2 separate regions of the Hordeum vulgare genome follow, and region 2 is linked to region 1. Evidence: chromatin contacts called from public Hi-C data. All regions are on one chromosome and are shown on one strand. The core of a region is the stretch at or near the end of the contact, and the rest is flanking DNA. Distances in the headings are between cores, read along the strand shown. Region 1 holds the start of LOC123398911 (zinc-finger homeodomain protein 1). Region 2 has its middle 170 kb from the start of LOC123398911.

Region 1 (3,658 bases), core at 246-2,745:
ATGGCTATAAGCTGAACAAGGAAGCAACATGCAGATGCTGGTACCTATCGGGGGGCTAGCCATGCCATGGTGGGTCGATCAGCTAGCTCGGCTGAGGCCCATGACGCCAGATGCGTCGTGCATGCGGCTTTTTCTTGGGGTGGTGGTGGTGGTTGCATGCGGCGTCAAATGCTGGGCGGCTTCTTGCCGAGGGTGTGCTTGTTGTTGTGCATCCAGACCTTGAGGACGTGGCGCTTGACGCCCACCTCGTCGCAGAAGTGCAGCACGGCCGCCTCGTCGTGCTTCTGGATGCGCCACCCCACGCGCTCCGCGAAGGCCAGCATCTTGTCCTTCTGCTCCTGGGTGAACTTGGTGCGGAACCGCTTCTTGCCGGACCCGGACCCGGAGCCGTACCCCGACGGGCCCGCGCCCAGGGACATGCTGCTCAGCGGGGCCAGCGCCGACATGGGCCCTGCCGCCATGCCCGACAGCTCCTCGGCGTCGTCGCGGCCGCTGTGGGAGGTGGACGGGAGCGCCAGCGGTCGAGGGTGGCCTGCGGCAGCGGCGGCGACCGCGGCGGCTGCGGCGGCCATGTGGTGCTGGTGGTGGTGCAGGTAGCCCGCCGGGGTGCGGTAGTAGGGCGAGAACTGGTGGTGCGGCACGCCTCCGTAGGGGACCATTGCGGTGGGAGAGAAGGGCGAGCCCTCGGCCCCCGCGGGGAAGTCGGACTCCCTCCGGTGGAAGTTGCGGTGGCAGTTGCACGCGGCGCAGCGGAGCGCGTCGATGCTGCCCTCCTCGCCGGCGGCGATGAACTCGCCGCAGCCGTCGACGGCGTGCCCTCCGATGCCCACCGCGTGGTTCTTGAGGCACTCGCGGTACCTTGCGCCGCCCGGGACCTTGGCACGGCCGCCGAGCTCACCACCACCGCCGCCACCACCAGGAGGCTTGTTCGGCGTAATCCCGGCGCCGGCAAGCCCCGTGGACAGCGGCGGCGGAGTCTCGTAGCTGGAGCTCACCGGCATCGGCATCGGCATCGGCATGGACATGTGCATCTCCTCGTCGCCGTCGTCGTGGTCGTCGAAGTCCATGCTCATCTAGCTAGGCTAGGCTAAGCAGAAGCTGCTGGGTTTGCCGGCGTGTTCTCGAGAGGAGGCCGGGCTAAGAGAGGGCTTATTAGCAAGGGTTAAAACTGGGATGAAGGGATAAGAGACGCAGGAGAGAGTGTGGACACCATCTGGCTAGCTGCCAGTTTTGACGACGCGCTGCACCAAGGCTGCAGCGCCTGCCTAGGCGATGATGTAATAAGATGCACACACACACACTCTCTCTCTCTCTCTTCTCTCTCTGTAGCGAACTCGCTTTCTCTCCTGTTCACCGCCTACCTCCCTCTCGAGTCGCGCACTTGTCTGATCCCTCATCTCTCCACCCGGCCAAGGCGTGATGTATGTTCTTTTGCTTCATGCTCATGTCTTTGCTGTCTGTCTGTCCCTCTCCGCCCCGCCCTTCCCTTTTCGACCGGTTTGGCTCCAATGCCTTTTAAATTCAGGTTCCGAATATTTGATCGTGACATCTGGTCCTTGCATTTTTCTTTTCTTTTCTTTCTCGTGTCTAGAACATGGTCAAGGTCAACACAAGATCCCCGCTTCTTCTTGTGCTTCAGGAGGTGAAATTCATGAAGGCCAAACCTCTCTGGCAGCATCAGGCAAATTTATATCTACCCTAACCGAAAACTGTGTTCCCGGGTCGAGTGATGTAAGCAACGCTAGCTAAGCTAGCCTTTCCCCAGAGCATCGAAGTGCGCAACCCGTCATTTTCAGGTCCTAATTAACTAGTATCTGCACCGCACGCAAGCATACAAAACCCCCCACTGTGCTCCTCCTGCACGCTCTGCGTTTCTACCGTCCGTCCACCGTGTAGACGTAGCCAAGAAAACGTCGAGGCTGGTATAGTAATAGTAGTACTAGTAGTAATACAGTGCGTTTCTACCACTCGCTCGGCTTCGGGGCTTTCGGACGCTACCATAAACTAGCACGCACTTCCAAATCCTACATGCAAATCAAGTACTCCTACTACTGGTATACAGCTAAAGCAGGACGGACGCAGTGGGGCGAAATGACGGAGGAATAAAACGTAGAGCTCCGTCATAGCCATAGCCAGGCCGCCGGCCACCCTAGCTGAGTTCACAGCGGGCGCTGAGCTAGGACGGTCCCCGGCCGGTAACTCGCTCTCACCTCGCCGCAACAGCAATGACCCTGATCGATCTGGCTGGCGCGGTGGCGCATAGTTGACCTGAGCTGGGCTGGGGGTTTCGGTTTCTTGCCGTGCCGTGGTGTGGTGTGGTGCGCCGCTTAAGCGGCTGGCTAGCTAGTCTCCAACTCCGGCCGACTTAATTGCCCGTTTAAGCCATGCTAGCAGCTTTGTCCCATGCGCCCGCGGAAACGGCCCCATGTCACGGCTATAAACAAGCTAAGCTAGGACGGGCGGCAGGATAAGCCTTTGCTTTCTTAAGCTACGTACTACGTGGGTCGACGGCCAGGTGGGTTCACGGCCGAAACCACGTGTTTTGGCCTGCGGGCATGGGCGCGTGCATGCGCGGCATGTCTCGCCACTTGCGACGTCACACCCGGCTGTGATCGATGCCGCTGCTGGGCCGGGTGCGCATTTCTGGAAGGAAACTGCCCGCGCGATTTAATTCCGGGCGGGCGGACGGACGAGGAATTATTAAGGCGGCAGATGCCTTATCTGGAGGTGTGATGTGATAAAGGTTTACTCCTAAGCAGCACAGGTCCACAGGCTGCTAATCTTGGCGATCTCCTCCGAGCCGTCGTGCGCGTGGCGCCGGGCCGCCCGCCGGTTGCTTTCGGCCGCGGCGTGGACGCGCCGATCCGGCCGTGTGTTTGCGTTTTACGTGGACACGGCGGGGGAGGGCGAGAGCTTTGCTTGTCCTCCTTCGCGGCCCCGGGAAATTGTTTCGCTTCGCCGCTGCATTGATGCGGACACGGACCGGATCCAAGTTGATTTGGTGGGCCTATATGACAGCATCCTCGTGTATGATGGTTTGCCACAGCTCGCAATTTAATTCCACTCATTGCACGAAATACTAAACGATTGTCCTCCTGAGGCCTCGTTTGACACGGAGTATTCGGAAGGTTTCAAGAGAAAAATCCTCGAAAGGGTAAAAACCCCACAAAACCTCGGACGCCCATTTGATAAAAGGGGTTTGCTTAGCCGAATCCCTTCCGTTCCCCTTCTATCCATTTCTATCCATGTGTTTCAGAATCTTCCTCGACGGACTGGTGGAAGCAAAGCGTCGAGTATTTGAGAGGATTGAGTGAAAGAAGGGATTCACCAAATCCCCTCCTCCCCAAATCTCTCCAATTCCCTTGTACCAAACAAAGCCTAAGGATTTAGGGCATCTATGTGAAAATTGTACATTAAGCGTATGCATTGCCGCAGGGACGCATCCGTGTTATATAGGGGCGCTAAGGCCGGAGATTACAAGGGTAGTTAGGCTTATGATTGATCTCCAAGGAAACTAGCTTAAACGGGATCTTATCCCTAAGCCTAACAAACTACAAGATGTGTTACATACGGTTTATACACCACCGTGACATACAATGTTTAACACTCCCCCTCAATCACAACTATCTAAGTTGAGATTGCGTCGAAATGCCTCAAG
Region 2 (3,400 bases), core at 441-2,940, 170 kb after region 1:
TTACAGGGGTAGAAATATGCCATTACACAAGTGTTTGGTGTGGCTTTAATATCATTGAATTTCGAACATTTTTCTTTTTCAAAAACTTGTTCTATATCCGGTTAGGTCGCTAAATTAAACTATTGTTTTACTAGACATATTTGCATGGATAAATTATTTTCTAAAATTACTTTGAATGTTACGGGCTTGGTTTAGTTAAACAGATGAAATATGATCCATTTCATGTAAATTATGTTCAAACTTTTATGATTATGTCGTATTCGATGAAACTCGTTCGTTTTTTTTAAATCATCTTTGCAAGGGCGGGCCGGCAAAATCTAGGACCGAGTGCGAAACTAAAAAAGGGGCCCTATCTCACTAAAAAGGAGCTAACTAGCAATTATACGAACCAGACTAATGTTTCTCTTGATGACACTATCGTGTATTATTAAATATAAGAAAAAATGATGAACAAAATAAATTTGAAATTATAAAATAGCATATATCAATTGGAGATCATGCGTCAATGTTTGGATATTAGACAACCCGTCTAACTCGCCTAATTTTGGGTCCTCTCCGGTTGAACTGCTACACTCTAATGTTTAACTCACGAGGTAAAAACCAATCTCTAACGAAGTAATGATCCCTATCTAAAGTTAACTAGAAAATTCTATCACGGATCGATCCGACAAGGCGACGACTGGGAAATTTGGAAGAGGAAGCTACGAAGGCAACAGTGGCAGCGGCCTGAATCCGATCTACCTGATGAGACGAAGTCGATGAGACAATCCAATTTCCTATAGCAAGGTAGACGCGGTTGTTGCCATGGTCTCCGGATCAAGAGACGAGACGCTCCCGATAGACTTTTGTAGTGATCCCTTTTTTAAACCAACATAGTGTTTCCATATTATCAATTGAGTTGTTTCCTTTTTTTGAGAAATATCGATCGAGCACTAACGCTCAGTACTGCTAACGCTCCCGCGCTCGATGGCCTCAACTCAGGTCGAGAGAGAGCATTTATGATTATTTTAAGAAATATTGCAACACCTATATACAAAATTTGGGGCCTCTAAAATTATAGACCCTGTACGGCCGCACATTTTGTAGCACTACTGACTCGGGCCTGCCTCTTTCAAAGATATGAGGGCATGGTTGAAAGGCCAGCTCCTATACCAGTGTCCATGTATTTGTCCGGACTAGTCCTCGGACAACAGATACGTGTATAATTTTGGGGCGAGGCATAGTGGGCCCAGTGTCGGCTTGTATGCCAAGTTGGTACTCTCTTCCTCCTGACGGGCCTAGTTGCTGGCCCATCTTGGTCTCCCGGGTAAATGTGATTTCTCATGTACAGCTTGTACGTGCTGAATGCAACAAAAACCATACCAAGCGATCTATTCAATTCAGCTGCGCGCGGTGTGACGGATGGACCACCAGATTTGCTGCACGTCCGGAGCGAACAAGTATATATGGGTGCGTCGTTTCGATCTGTCGTTTCGATCTAGATTTGGTCCGCTCACGCACCTGAGGCCAAACCCGCGTGCATGCGCCCCAGCAGAGATCGCAGCACATCACTCCCGCAATATATACGTGCACATTACGACTTTGCACCCATGCATGCAGGTACAGAGCCAAAACCGCTGGGTCCATGGATGCACCCTACTTGCCGCCGTCCATGCATGATTCAGGTGAGCCCGGGGGGACAAGCGCGGAAGAAAACAAGCGGGTGGCACATACATGGTGGCATAGGGTATTCGAAGTGCACGCAGATGGTGCTGCTCTAGCCCGCCAAACTGCCCTGCTGCTGCATGAGGCGTGGCAGCCTGGCAAGGCAGGTCCATGGGGGCCAAGACCTAGCCTAGCGGCAGAGAACCGGCCGGCAGCAGCAGCCATGCATCCATCAATGCATGAATGAATAACTCATCAATGATAAGTTCAAGCCGGCCGATCAGACGGTAGGGCTCGATATGCTGCTGTTGGTGGAGTCGGGGTGACCCGTGTTGGTGTGGGACTATGGGCATTTCCATGGCCATGGCCGAGCGAGCGAGCGAGCGAGCGAACGCACGGAATGAGGGTGTAAAAGCTGGCGGAGTGGACTGGCGCCGGACTCTGCCAACGGTGCGTGCATGTCTGTGCATGTTGCGTGGTTGGCTCTGCGGCTACACGCTCTGGCATCGAGCGCAGGAGGCAGAGCAGGCCAGGCAACCGTATGCTCGTCACGTGCCGCGCCTGCAACTGCAAGGAGGGAAGACAGACCCATGCCGTTTTGGCTGTGTATATATGGTATCTTTTACTCCATGGCTTGCGATTAATATGCAAATGACAAGTGAAGACCAATGTCGCTTAACACTAGTCCGGGCTCTCGCAGTTTATTTGGAGAGTATCGTGCTTAAGTCGGTCGATCTCTCAGTGAGCATGGCCTCGCATGCAAACACAATTATCTTCACGTGAGAGGAACACTTCGTTTGTTACATTCAATAACCTAACTAGTAGGTGATCCACGTATTTGTGCGGTCAATTCATTATAGAGTAAATCTAAAATGCACACAATGCACGGTCACTTTCCCATGCAGCGGCTGATGCGCGTAAGTCGGAAGAGCTCGCTTAGCAGCGTTGCATTTTTAAAAAGATTTATCTTTCAAACCGTTATCTCAATCAATGATCCGTTTTCATCACTCATTTTATGGCGACGAGATTTTCAAAACTAGATCCCATGTCGACATGTTTCAACATTTTTTTGCTCGTACTTACCACATTTGTTGTAGTTACTTGTCATATTAGTAAGTACTTACTTGTGTGATAAAAAATAACTTAATCATCATATTTTTGAAAATTCCGTATAAATATGACATCTCGACATAATCAAACTAGTAAGCACAAACAACTTTTTTTAGGCGATCACGCGCAGAAATATGACAACTCAACATATTTAAAATCGAGACCACAAGAAATCTTTTTTGGTCATCGTTTGTAAATATGACAACTTGGCAGAGTTAAACTAAGAAGCATACAAAATAGTTTTCTGGCAAAGTTGTATGTAAATATGACAAGTTGGCATATTTAATTTGACAAACACAACCTACGACATGCTTTTATATCATGTATGATGAAAACTACTACAAGCTTTGTACGAAACAATATTAAAAAGTAACAATCAAGTTATTTTTTTCAGACAAGTAAGTGGTTAATAATATGGCAAGTGGGTCAAAAAATATGGCAAGTATGAACGAAAAAAATAGTTGACGGAACATGCCGACATGGGATCTAGTTTCGAAGAACTCGTCGCGAGAAAGTCAATGATGAAAACGGATCATCGATTGAATTAACGATTTTGTAGATAAAACTTTTTCAATTTCAAACATCAAAGGGAATCTTGCATGTGGTGTTGTATGGCTTTTTTTGTTTTTTGTGTGAGTTTTTCAGT

The links. A called contact is a pair of places that touch in the nucleus more often than the background predicts.
Region 2: a contact with region 1 is called in a Hi-C map of seedling, with 1.8 times the contacts expected there. The contact joins the enhancer-like site here to the promoter of LOC123398911 in region 1. A contact is called at or near these places in 1 of 6 Hi-C or Micro-C datasets (seedling) and 1 of 1 datasets of contacts at active chromatin or transcription factors (embryo).

What each region holds. Positions count from the first base shown.
Region 1 is chr5H:466,923,185-466,926,842 of MorexV3_pseudomolecules_assembly, forward strand. LOC123398911 (zinc-finger homeodomain protein 1) reads right to left here and starts at 1,496. Exons shown (of 1, transcript XM_045093353.1): 1 at 1-1,496. The coding sequence starts at 1,073. The coding sequence ends at 165.
Region 2 is chr5H:467,091,786-467,095,185 of MorexV3_pseudomolecules_assembly, forward strand. No RefSeq gene overlaps it. Among protein-coding and RNA genes, the nearest start is that of LOC123398911, 170 kb to the left of the region's middle. Within about 2 kb of position 1,691, at least 3 of the 3 cell types and tissues checked have open chromatin away from gene starts, as enhancers often do. A contact at or near this core is called in seedling, where this site is marked.